Linked DNA regions of Mus musculus: region 2 is linked to region 1. Evidence: chromatin contacts called from public promoter capture Hi-C data. All regions are on one chromosome and are shown on one strand. Each heading gives the region's core, a stretch centred on a gene start, on an enhancer-like site or on the middle of the called end of the contact. The rest is flanking DNA. Distances are from core to core; before and after follow the strand shown.

Evidence for each region. Promoter capture Hi-C pulls out the DNA fragments that hold promoters and counts their contacts.
Region 2: a promoter capture Hi-C map of the 3T3-L1 cell line shows a contact between it and region 1, with 4 times the contacts expected there. The contact joins the promoter of Vegfd here to the enhancer-like site in region 1. A contact is called at or near these places in 16 of 39 promoter capture datasets (the 3T3-L1 cell line, 3T3-L1-derived adipocytes, the C10 cell line and 9 more), 1 of 15 datasets of contacts at CTCF or cohesin (CD8 T cells), 17 of 484 Hi-C or Micro-C datasets (the 3T3-L1 cell line, the C10 cell line, the C2C12 cell line and 12 more), 4 of 115 datasets of contacts at active chromatin or transcription factors (embryonic fibroblasts, embryonic stem cells and epiblast stem cells) and 3 of 9 other capture datasets (adipose tissue, liver and macrophages).

What each region holds. Positions count from the first base shown.
Region 1 is chrX:164,289,735-164,295,641 of GRCm38.p6, forward strand. All of the region lies in intron 3 of Pir (pirin), which reads left to right. Among named protein-coding and RNA genes, the nearest start is that of Gm22023, 9.6 kb to the left of the region's middle. Within about 2 kb of position 1,682, at least 6 of the 459 cell types and tissues checked have an H3K27ac peak or open chromatin away from gene starts, as enhancers often do. A contact at or near this core is called in second pharyngeal arch cranial neural crest, where this site is marked.
Region 2 is chrX:164,368,879-164,375,124 of GRCm38.p6, forward strand. Vegfd (vascular endothelial growth factor D) reads left to right here and starts at 4,644. Exons shown (of 7, transcript NM_010216.2): 1 at 4,644-5,041. The coding sequence starts at 4,952. It overlaps Pir (pirin), which reads left to right. Exons shown (of 10, transcript NM_027153.3): 9 at 168-234; 10 at 3,575-4,135. The coding sequence ends at 3,687.

The DNA.
Region 1 (5,907 bases), core at 432-2,931:
TTGAGATTGCATCTCACTCTAGTCCAGAATGGCTCTCTCTAAGGCCACAAACAACCACAAATGTTGGTGAAGATACATGGGGAAATGGAACACGTATTCGCTGTTGATGAGACTGTAGACTGTACACAATAGAATCCATTGTTTACACTAATTAAATGTTTCAAAGTCCCAGCTTCCGTGGATCTTATATTCTTTTAGATAACCAATAAAATGAATAATTTTATCAGACAGCATCCTGTAGTGAAAAAGCTGGGAAGAAGAAACAATCTGGCATAGGATAGAGTAGACTGAGATAGGATTTCCTTCAGTCTGTGATCTTTGAACTGTGGCCTGAATGAAGTGACAAACAGAACCATGGGAATATCTGGGGAAGCAGGTGGGAAGGTGTGAGGGAGGACTTACAGATGTGATCCCTGCCCAAGGCGAAGTCACAGATGTGCTCATTCTCCAACTTACTGAACATGTGCTGGGTTCCTGGTCACATGTTATCATTTTGTTCTGACCATACCTCAGGAGCCCAACTTAATCGGTCGATGTTGTATCTGAGTCCACTGATCCCTCTAAGAGTAAATAAAGAGTAAACAACAAACTGTCTTTACTTTTGTCTGCAGCTCACAACTCGCAGATGGCAACCTGGTGACTCTAAGCAGGCCTAAACCTGACTAGCTTCTAGATGCAGAAAGAGCACCCCCCACCCCCAATAGGGAGTACTGAGGCAGGAGTTCTTGAAGGCCTGGCCCCTGTGTAGGTCTATGACAGGACCATGCCAAAGTAGGACGAGAGGAACAGCATCCTGCTTGCATTTGCTGGCTTGATGAACATCCAAACTGTGTTCCCACCCTGTGTTTCAGTTTTATTTTTTTAAAAACACTATTGTTAATGACCACCTTTTGGGACTTGTGTGTATTATAGGATCAGTGTTAGATGTGTAGAGTTAGTGGAGTGATTTTTTTCAGGGTTCAGAGAGATTGCTCGTGTTGTGAAGAAGTTTTCCTTTTACAAACATTGGATTTCCGGCCCTGAGAACAGTTCACAGCTTCTATTACACAATATGTTCCTTGCTGGCATCTCTTGTCAGCCGTGACCTCAATTTGCGGTATCTTTACTACCCAGTTACCAGTAGGGAAAAAAAAAAAAAAACAACTCACAATTTTAGGGCAAAAAGAAATGGAAAGGAAATACAGTTGTTCCCCTAATGTACAGTTTTGGCTTTACAGGGTAAGTCTTGTGTTTTGTATCCAGACACAGAATGAGGTCTCCTCCTTGCTCTTCTTTCTATATAGCAGCTGGAACAAAACAACAAACTGTCTTTTCTCTTGTGTGGGAATTCTTCCAGCTTAATTTAAAGTTCTCTCGGACAGTCACTTTTCTCACACTTTACATGGTAAATTACTTTTCCTTCATCGCAGTGTGAGATTGTGTCTTTCTCCAAATGCAAAACAGCCAAAGAATTAAGAACTTACAAGGGAACAAAAATACTTGGTAAAGATCCATGGAAAGGACTAGAAGGAGGAAAGGAAGACAGGAGACCAAACAGTATATCAAGTGCTCCGAGGAACACCTGGTTCAGATTACAAACTTATTACTTAATTGGACACACACAACTCGAGCTTAAACATAACACAATTCGTCAACCACCCATGGCAGTTCTCCAGGCGTTTGTGATTATGTAAGGCCCTAAAAAGATCATGTGGCTTGTCTCCACGCTCAGATGTAACTGCCCCAGGGTTTTCTTTCTTTTAAAGATGTTCTACAGACAGAAATTCATAAGCAAAGTTGCCATCAAGCATTTATGACACTTAGCAATAATAAAAAAACAAATATTGTATATAAAGACTAATAATATAAAGACATATATATGTATATATTATGTGTGTGTGTTTTATGGTTTGCAACTTGAAAGACATTATGTTTGACTTGAGTAATTAAAAATAATCTGGGACTATGATTTAAGAAGGTCTTCTTTGAGAACCCAAGAGGGAGATTCATTACAAGCTAAACGTAAATAGGAAAGACAGGAAAGCAATTATAGACAGTGCTCCTTATAGTTTGGCTACTTCTTTGAAAACTGGAAACTTGCTGTATGTCCCCTTAAAGTTATTGAATGTCAAGTGATTTATTCCCATTCTAGCCTTAGTGACTCCCATAGAAATTGAACATTAAATGTGAGAAAGTCTGTGTTCCATTGTCCTCACATGTAGTGTGGAGTCATACTTGCTGTTACCTTCCTGTCCAAACCATGAGCTGGGGGGTAAATTTATAAAGACTAATTGATAACACTCATTTTAATGATTGGAAGAGGCATCCTTGTTTTCGGAATAAAATTCGTTTCTATTGGGGAAAAAAAAGGAAAATATTCATTGTAGAAAGGAACTAATAATAAAACATGCCTGCATTTTTCATCTTGAGATGATCACCATTGATGTTCAAGCATCTCTCTATATATTAATAATCACAGGATGAAATTTCATTTGATGAATTTATATGTAGTATTGTATTTGACTCCTTTAACATATAATTATTATCACTTCATGGCCTTTTGACTAAGATCAAATATAAAATATAACTGTCATTTTTGACCAGTCATATCTTCCATACATATATTAAATCTCATATATTAGACACTTTCTTGACTAATTAACTTTTTAGGTTAGCATACAAAATAAGAGATTCATCATGGAATCTTCATACATGTGCATCATTTCACTTTGTTCTCAATTTTTCCTTCCCCCAGCTACTATGCAGGATGGAAAAGGGAGTACTGGGGTGCTCCCTGCATATGTGCAGGGAGGGAGAACTACTAGATCTGGAGAGGAGTGAGGAAGGAAAGAGTACACCAAACCAAAATGGTATAAAATGCCACAAGAAAAACTGTTCATTTATATGCTAATAAAAGCACTCATGCTCGCACACACACTTTTTTTAATTCATAAATTAAAAAAGAACTGCAAAGAACTGCATCAAGTCAGGAAGCAGAGAGAGAGAGAGAGAGAGAGAGAGAGAGAGAGAGAGAGAGAGAGATTGCTTATACCCCTTTCTTCTATATATTCAGTCATGGATGCCACCTAGCAGTATAGTGTCATCATGTCTAGGGTGTCCCAGAACCCACGTGGTGGTTGTCAACCACCATAACTCCAGTTCCAGGGGAATGTCTGTCCTCTCAAGCCTCCAGCAGCACCCAAGCATGCCCATGGTGCATGAGCATAGATGCAGGCAAAACACCCACACACATATAAGTGATGATGCTGATGTGGTATCTCACAGGTACTCAAAACTTCATAAATATTTTCTCATACCTCTTGGGAATATGTTTTGACTTTCTTTTTAAAAATATTTTTTCATTCTTTTTCTTTGTGTGGTTTTACAGAGTTAAGATTTAGGGAGTTGGTAAAAGTTGTTAGTTTAGGAGGTTGGTAACAAGGATAATTCATTTGTAAGTTCTGATTTTCTTAAAGAAAGAAGGTCTTTTATTTGATTTAGTATATTTGAGTGAAAATTAAAGTCCCAACAGTAGATATTGCAATTTTAATCAGATTTCATTTTTCTGGTTCACTCATATAATAATAATTGTTAATGATATCTTTAAGTAAAATTCAAAAATTAAAAAGGATAATCACATTAAGGGTTAAAGAAAATACTGAGGTAGCTGGTGCATGACAAACGCATCCAGTTATGAGAATATGTCCACAGTCATTGCTGTTAAGCCTGCAGTGGCTCATTAGCAGAGCACTATCGCAGGCCTTTCACAAATTCTTAGACTGAATGCTAATCTTTTTAGGAGTCACAAGGTGTGCACAAATTATCCAATTTACATAAAGCATGCAAAGAGAGCCTTGTGTCATGACCACCACTCATTGTAAACCTCCAGTACTAACTTGAATATTTCCTGTAACAAAATGACCATGTCTTTGAAGTAATTAAATGTTGTATGTCTTTGATGTCTCTTTAATCTTTCTTCTCTGATTTGATTACAAGACCCTTAAGGAAGAGAATATTAGAGTTGTTTCTTTTCTTTTGATAAAATAATGACATGAGAGGCCCATTAGTTTGAGAGACAAAATGCCCACCATTGCTGAAATCTAATTTTCAAATTTTTTTTGTCTAGATCACAGTGGCAAATAGAACTCTGTATAGACAGAAAGGCTTTATAGTCTCCGCTGTTGGCTACAGCAGCCATTAGCTACGGGAGGCTATGGAGCACTTGCAATCTGGCTAGTGCTGCTGCTGGGCTGACTTTAAATCCTATTAGTTTGATTTAAGTGAAACTTAAGCAGCTGTAGGTGCCTACTGGCCACTCTATGGGACATACAGCATTTCTCTTCAGTTTTAGATTTACTCTGGACATGGATCTGGGAATGTGAGCATGTACACACTTGTGTGAATATGGTCTTGCCGTCTGCGAATGAAGACATGAATCTGGGATCACTGACTTTAATTTGAAATGACTTGACATATGTCATAAACAGTTTTGAGTACCCACTGAGGCTGTGGGCCTGGGTGTCAGGAATGTTTCCTTTGGGTTTCCTGCTATATCCAAGAACAGGTTTACTTTCACCTGTGCTTCAGGCTGTGGGAGACCCATCATGAACTTTCCTGGGCCGTCAGGGTAAGTGCTACTGTAACTGGCTATGGGCACTGGCATTCCTGGACTGAACCCCTTGTAGGATGGGGCATAGTGAAATTCCCTCAAAGGCGTGGTGTAGATAGTAAAACTACCTGTCATATAATCAAGTCTCTCAGGTTGCTCTCTGTCTTAGTTCTCCTAACAGCAAGTTCTTGGTGGAAAAATTGAACACATCTCCACAGATACTCAGTCCTTTGCTCCTCTATGCTATAATGTGACAACTGCACACACTGCAGTATTTTAATACATGCGTGTATTGAAGTGTTTTGATGCATATATATATATATATATGAATGATTATCACCTCACAAGGTTATCATGTGTGTATTCATGTATGTACATGTGTCTATTTGTGGGTAGAGGCCAGAGGCCAGCCTTGCTTGTGTTGTGCTTCAGGAACCAGGAACTGCCTGTCTTTCTTAGAGACATGGCCTCTCACTGGCTTGGAGATTTTCAATTAGGCTATGTTGGCTGGCCAGCGAACCCCAGGGGTCTATCTATCTTTACCTCCCCAACACTGGGATTACAAGCATCTATCCTGACTGATTGGCTTGCATGTGTTCTAAGGATATCAAGCTCAGGTCCTTGGAATTTCATGGAATGCACATCACCAACTGAGCCATCTCTCCAGCCTCACCATATCAAATGCAATATTATTAATTCTAGTCACATGCTGTGCATTGGACCCCAAGAACTTATCATCTAATTGTGGGCCTTTGATGTACATTTCCATATTTCTCCCATTCCAAACCTTAGTAGTAGCAACTCTCTAATCTCAATTTATATGGGAGGTCATGCAACATCAAATTGTTGTTTTGTGTCTGCCTTATTTCATGTAATGCAACATCTTCCAGCTTTATCTACACTGTAAACAATAATAGTGTATCTTTCTCTTGTAAGGCTTTGTATAGTCCTCATTTTCATCATCTATTCATTTTTATTTAGACTTTATTCCATAACATGGCTGTTGTAAGTACTCTAAGTATTATAAGTAAGTATACAGTAAACACCAGTTTCTTGGTATGTCTTTCCTATGATGACTTGATTTGTTTTGGGTCTGTACTGAGGATTAAGAAAGTGGGATGACATGGTAATTCTATTTCTAGTTTTTGTTTTATAAATAACTTTCATTCTGTTTCCTATGGCAGCTAGAGCAGTTTACTTCTCACCAACAGTATATAAGGGTTCCCCCTTTCTCATAATTTTTTTTGAACAATCACCTAGGTTTTGACTTTGATAGTATGTACCTAGAAGGTGTGAGGTGATGTCACATTGTGGTTTTG
Region 2 (6,246 bases), core at 3,394-5,893, 82 kb after region 1:
CCAGGAAGTGGGAGTGGGTGGGTTGGGGGCAGGGCGGGGGGAGGGAATAGGGGGCTTTTGGGATACCATTTGAAATGTAAATGAAGAAAATATCTAATAAAAATGCCTTAAAAATTGTAAAATAAAATAAAATGCTCACTGTTCAGTGCTTTCTTTGATGACCTTAGGACCCCAAAAGAAGCCATTTTGTCTTAATTGCTGGGGAGCCATTAAGAGAACCAGTTGTCCAACATGGTAAGTCCAAAATGCTAATTTCCCTAGCTCACTTTCTTTTCCTTTGACACATATACACACATATGTGTGTATATGTATGTATATATACACATATAATTAAGTGTGTATGTTTGTATGTGTGTGTGTATGTGTGTAAAATAAAGAGCTTTATTTTAGCAGATATTGCATAGAGGCTTGGAGGTTTAACAATATGGCACTGTCAATGTTGTTTCAACTCTTGATAGAAAGTAGAAAGGCAAAGGCATATATACTGAAGATACCAAACTTGAGGCACTGATGCTTCATAGCAGTCTGCAGCTGTGGTAATACAGACAGTCCCCCAAGAATGTGAATTTGCCCACTGGAAAAGGTATTAACTCATCTGAATGACCTAGTCACCTTTTAATGATCCCACCTGCCAATAATTCCAACGAACAATCAAATTTCAATATGACTTATGGAGGGGAAAATCAATATTCAAATCATAGCCAGTACTGTCCTTGCAATCTATTCTATTTTTAGTGTATATATTTTAGTATGAGCCTCTTATGAATAATACTTCTTTGAAATTTTCTATAGTAGTTTAAATAAAAAAAAAATAGAGGGGGCTGGAATGATGGCTCAGCAGTGCATACTCCACTAGCAGAGGATTTGATCTTAGTTCTCAGCTCCAGAAGTTCTAATGCCCTCTTCTGGCCCTCCTTGGGCATCTGCACAGGTACACGCACATGCACACACACACACACACACACACACACACACACACACACACGTGCGCACTTACTTAAAATAAATATTTTTGAAGAAACAGAAATAGAATTAGTGTGTGGAGGAGGCAGTGCTGTAGTTGAAGGTAGGAAATGCTGGCAGAGATACGCAATCACTTCAACCTCTTGGATCTTGATGTCCTTGTATCATTGGCACTTTATTAAATGACAAAAACCTAAAAGCACCTAGAACCCAACTTGTTATTTATATTTTTGCCTACAAAACATACTGTGCAACTCACTGAGTATTTAATTAAGCATGACTTAAGATCTTATCATATTCCATTACTTGGCATGAATCCCCAGGCATAAACTATGATCTCAGATAAGCCCCAGCTGGTCATGCATTTAAATCACACGGAATATTTAGAAAGTATTCTTTTTTTCTTCCAGCAATAATTTAGGGGGGATATTAAATCATATTTCCCCAGTTTGTGACATTTCACGTTAAATTTGTACAGTTCAAAATGTCCCTCCCAAGGTTCATAGTCCCTTCTTCCTTTTGTCACGACTGAATAAAATTGTTCTTCTGCAAAGAAAACTACAACCAAATGTAGTAGGCTCATTATCTAGTTGTAGACTGGAATTTGTAGAGGAGAAGTGTGCTTGGGGTGAAACCCTTTTACGTTAGCCCTTTCCTCCATAGCAGTTTTTAGAAGTTCAAGAGTCCAGTTGAAATGAAGATGACAAAGCAAAATGGCAGGCACTGTGTATGCAAATCCTCTTCCAGTGCCTCCGACACTGGGTATTCTTGTAAACACCAGCCAACATTAATCAGACAAAAATATATGCCTCTTGGGCTGTCAGTTACTAGAGGCAAAGCATTTTGTCTAGTTAGCTTAATTTAGTCTCCTTTTTACGTTTTTTGTTTTGTTTTGCCTTTGCATGTTTATAGGCAGCCACAAACATCCTGAGTACTTGGCGGCTGGTTGTGGTTTTTGTGAATTATTAACAGCCTGCTCCTCCTGTGATTGAGTGGTCAGAATGATGACATTAGGCATAGAAGTCATAGCATGTTGGAATGGAAAACTATCTTAACTTTGATGGAGTTATGTCCCTCCTACAAGTGAGAAAAAAATGCAGATATTTCATTTTCTTAGCATATGCATTGATGCCATTTACTATTTACTAAGAATCGGTCATAGTCTTTTGCAAGTGCTAATTTATTGAGTCTTCAAAACCACACTGGAAACCTGTCTAGGGTGACAAGGGAATGAAGAAAAGATGGACATACAGACACATCTTCAGAGAGCTGGACTCGGTTGCCCTGTACTTGGTACCACTGACTATGCTACAACCCAGAATCTTGGCACTTTTCATGTGTGTGTGTGTGTGTGTGTGTGTGTGTGTGTGTGTGTGTGTGTATGTGTGTGTGTGTAGCACAGGGGAAAGAAGTTAGCTCATCTCTGTGGGGTCTCTGTGTGGGTGGTCTCTGCAGTTGGAGACATTGGTTCTTATCAATAATACACATTCAGTCAAGACTTCCTCTGTTCCCTACACCTTCCTAGGTGACCCAAGGACAGTTTATAAAACTGAGGGACATGGTATGGTGTCAAAATAGGATATAGATACATACTACAGAAAGTTGTGGCATAAGATTAGTGTGGCCTCACTGGGGAAACAATGGGAAAATTATTATGTGCAGCAAGTGAGTCCTTGACCCAGTATTTGGTCTGTTTGACTGATAAAATCTAAAGTGGCCTTTTCCTAGCCCTTTGATGAATTACAAAAAAATGGTTAACACTATGAAATAATTTTTAAAAATGCTTCTTGCCTTGAAATATATTAATAAAATTTATTAAAGCTATGGTGTTGGTGATCCCTGGCAAGAGGATGATCACACTAGTATAACATATCTTTTGGAATGGTGGGGGGGTGGGAAGATAAATTATGATGGGAATGAAAGATAAAACAATAGAAACATTAAAAAAAGTTAAAGAAAGACGAAAGTCCCTTTACTTGCAAGAGTATGATAGTGACTCGTGACAGGAAGGAGAAACTAGCCAAACTTAAAAACTTGACCTACTCTATGGTTCCTATAGGGCACATGAAGGTATCTTCTGGAGAACTACCAAAAAATGCAAATGTGCAAGTTGTTTGGAAGTGATTAATACTTCTCTTTGTTGTAAGGAAAATTCTGTTAGTTTTCAAAATAGATTGAGACACATCCCAGAAAGGCAGAGCCCCGTCCACTGCTTAGCCAGATACCAAAACTCTGCTACAATCTAGCTGGTTTTATAATATCAAGTTGGTTCAATTCCTGCCATAAGTTCAGGATCTACAAAATAACAACTACAGAATGTGCTGGAAAAAGGGATTGTCATTGCTTGTGAGGAACCTTCAGTAGACAGTGAGACTCAATCCTGTTTATCTAAGTCTGGTCTGAATGATAACATATAATTGTATATAGTCCTAGCCACAAAACACAAATGCTAACTAGTTCCGTATGACTGAACAGTGTGAAAATGGGCTATTGATGCCCAGCTATGCCTAGATTTTGTTTTAACTGAGGAGCTATAGGAATACATAACAATTATAGTGATAGAGGAACATGTCATCACCCAGAACTTTGTGAATGTCTCTTTCTGCCCTAGGTCCATTTGTGATGAATACCAATGAGGAAATTTCTCAGGCCATTCTTGATTTCAGAAATGCAAAAAATGGTTTTGAGGGGGCCAGAACCTGGAAGTCAAAGATTGGAAACTAATGAAGAGCTGAGACGCTGCCACTTGGATGGACTGGCCATTCGGTATATTAAATTTCCAAGGCTAGTTTAGCTGGTGCTTCTGAAGCCACATTAAGCTGGGCTTAGTGATGCAGAGTCCTTTAATCCCAGCACTCTAGGAGTCAGAGACATTGGGTATCTCCGATTTCCAAGCCCATCTGTCTTGAAAATGGAAAAATAAAAAATAGAATTCCACATTAAAAAGATGTTTTTTTGTAATGAATCTTCAGAATGCATTATATTCATGTTTGAAATTGTCAAAGAATATGTTTAATTTAAAAAGGAAAACTACAAACAATAAAAAAATGGCAGTAACATATGTAAAATATTTCCTGATACATGCAAATAATTTTACTTGTTGCTTTTAAAAAATCAATGTTCTTCATTTGGTAGAAATTATTAAGCACCTATAAAAATTAATTGCTATTTACATGTGCTTTTTTATATGGGAGTAGATAGATGCCTTTTTATTCTCTGCCCTTTGGGGTTTCTTGAAGCATGTTTTTTGTTGCTGCTGCTTTCTGTGCTGCTGACAGCAGATATCTGAGCATCTAAAGTCCCTCTACTGAAGCCCATCTGCCATCCTGGCCATCAGAACTGTGTTCTGGGTTTCATGTTACAGGCAACGTGCTTAAAAAAAAAAACACAGCAGTCCTGCCCATGTGAGTCAGCTTTTAAAACTGCCCTGCTCTTGCTAGGAACACAGCAGGATTCCAGCCAAGACTTCCCAGCGTTTTCTGCCAAACTCTGTCAGATTTAAGACATATGCTCCTGCAAGCTCTCTTGAAGGTTGTGAAAAAGTTTGAATCCATAGTTGGGTTTTAGCCTGCTGTAACTGCAAGTGTTTGTGGTCATACCACCTCCTTATAAAGCAGCTAGAACCTTGAGCGTAGGGTGGGGTTTTTTTTTTTATCTTCAACTTTCTGGATAAGAAATGTCTGTAGAGTGATTTCTAGTTTCAAGTGGAAGATATGACCACCTCCTGATTATTTTTGCAGCGGGAAACTTTGAAATATTTTTCATTGCTTTCTCCCATACTAAGATTGTGTGTGAGGCAGTGAGGGAGTCCCTTGACTTACTCAAGTCATTTCATTGGATTTTAATTACAACTGATCATGTGATTGTTTTTTTCCATGTAAAGTTTGGGGCTTCAAACTTTGCTTCTGGAGAATGCCTTTTGCAACACTTTTCAGTAGCTGCCTGGAAACAACTGCTTAGTCATCGGTAGACATTTAAAATATTCAAAATGTATGGAGAATGGGGAATGGGGAATATCCTCATGATGTTCCATGTGTACTTGGTGCAGGGCTTCAGGAGCGAACATGGACCAGTGAAGGTAGGTGAGCTTGAATATTTCTCTTTATTGGCTTTCACAGAAAAAGTCCTTTGCCCTCGCTGGTTTTGAAGCAGTCTAAAAGCCCTGCCTATTCTTAGCCTGTGTGTATTAATGCTTTACTTTGGGGGCTTAATAAGTTTCTTACCATGAATGTTTGAAAGTGTGTGTGTGTGTGTGTGTGTGTGTGTGTGTGTGTGTGTGTGTTTGGAATGGGGACAGAACATGAGCATTCTGGAAATCTTTGACACGGAACCAGTTTGCTCCCAGTTGTGCTTGCAGATGGCACAGTGGTTTTCTGTTGAAGCTGTGATTTGCCTCTGTGACACACACAATTTTGTGGGCCCTTGGTTTGTAGGTTTTTGTGAGCAGCCAGGTTGAGTAATTTCTTCTGTAAATTGAAAATCACAGTGGTTTTTGTGTGTGTGTGTGTGTGTGTGTGTGTGTGTGTGTGTGGATGTTTTCTGTCTGGTTTTGCTTATTACCAATTACCAATTGCTACCATTCAGGAAAGACAAGTTTTCTTGGGGTTTGTTTTTGTTTTCCTGTTTCTGCTTTAGAGAAATGTGTCTAAGATAAAGTAGTCAGCAGATCTTTGGTTCTATGAGCAGGCATCAAGGACAGCCCAAGACATTGAGAACCATGCAAAAAGGATGAACAATGGGATTACTGACTGCTAGAATAACATTTTCGTTTCATATTTTGTATCTTTCAAGCCTTTTTATTTTTGAAAAGGACCCGGATGCAATTGTTTTGACTGGAGTGCTACTAAATCATGACTGATTTAGAAATCTCTGGCTATGAGCAGATAGAAATCAGATGTGGGCTTGAGTTTTATGGCTTGAATTTTCCATACGGGGGAGCATATCGCCCCCCAGAGGGGAAAATTAGTTCATGACGATGTGAACTCTTTGACATGGGAACCATCATATGCATAGAGTCCATAAACAGGTAGTAACTCTGCATCCAGGTTTCATAGGTCAAGACTAACTGCTCCATTTACAGTTTTCACCCTGTCAACTATACTCAAAAGTGGATTTCCTTTCCCCTGCAGCCTGACATGGAGGTCCAATATCAAGGCTGGTGGCAGTCAGGTAGAGCTGAGAAGTGTCCTTTCTGCCATGTGCATTTTGGACTCACAAAGCTTGAAAGAGTCAGGCTGCTACATCGAAGACTTTCTAACCCAGCATAGTACATAATACTGTTCG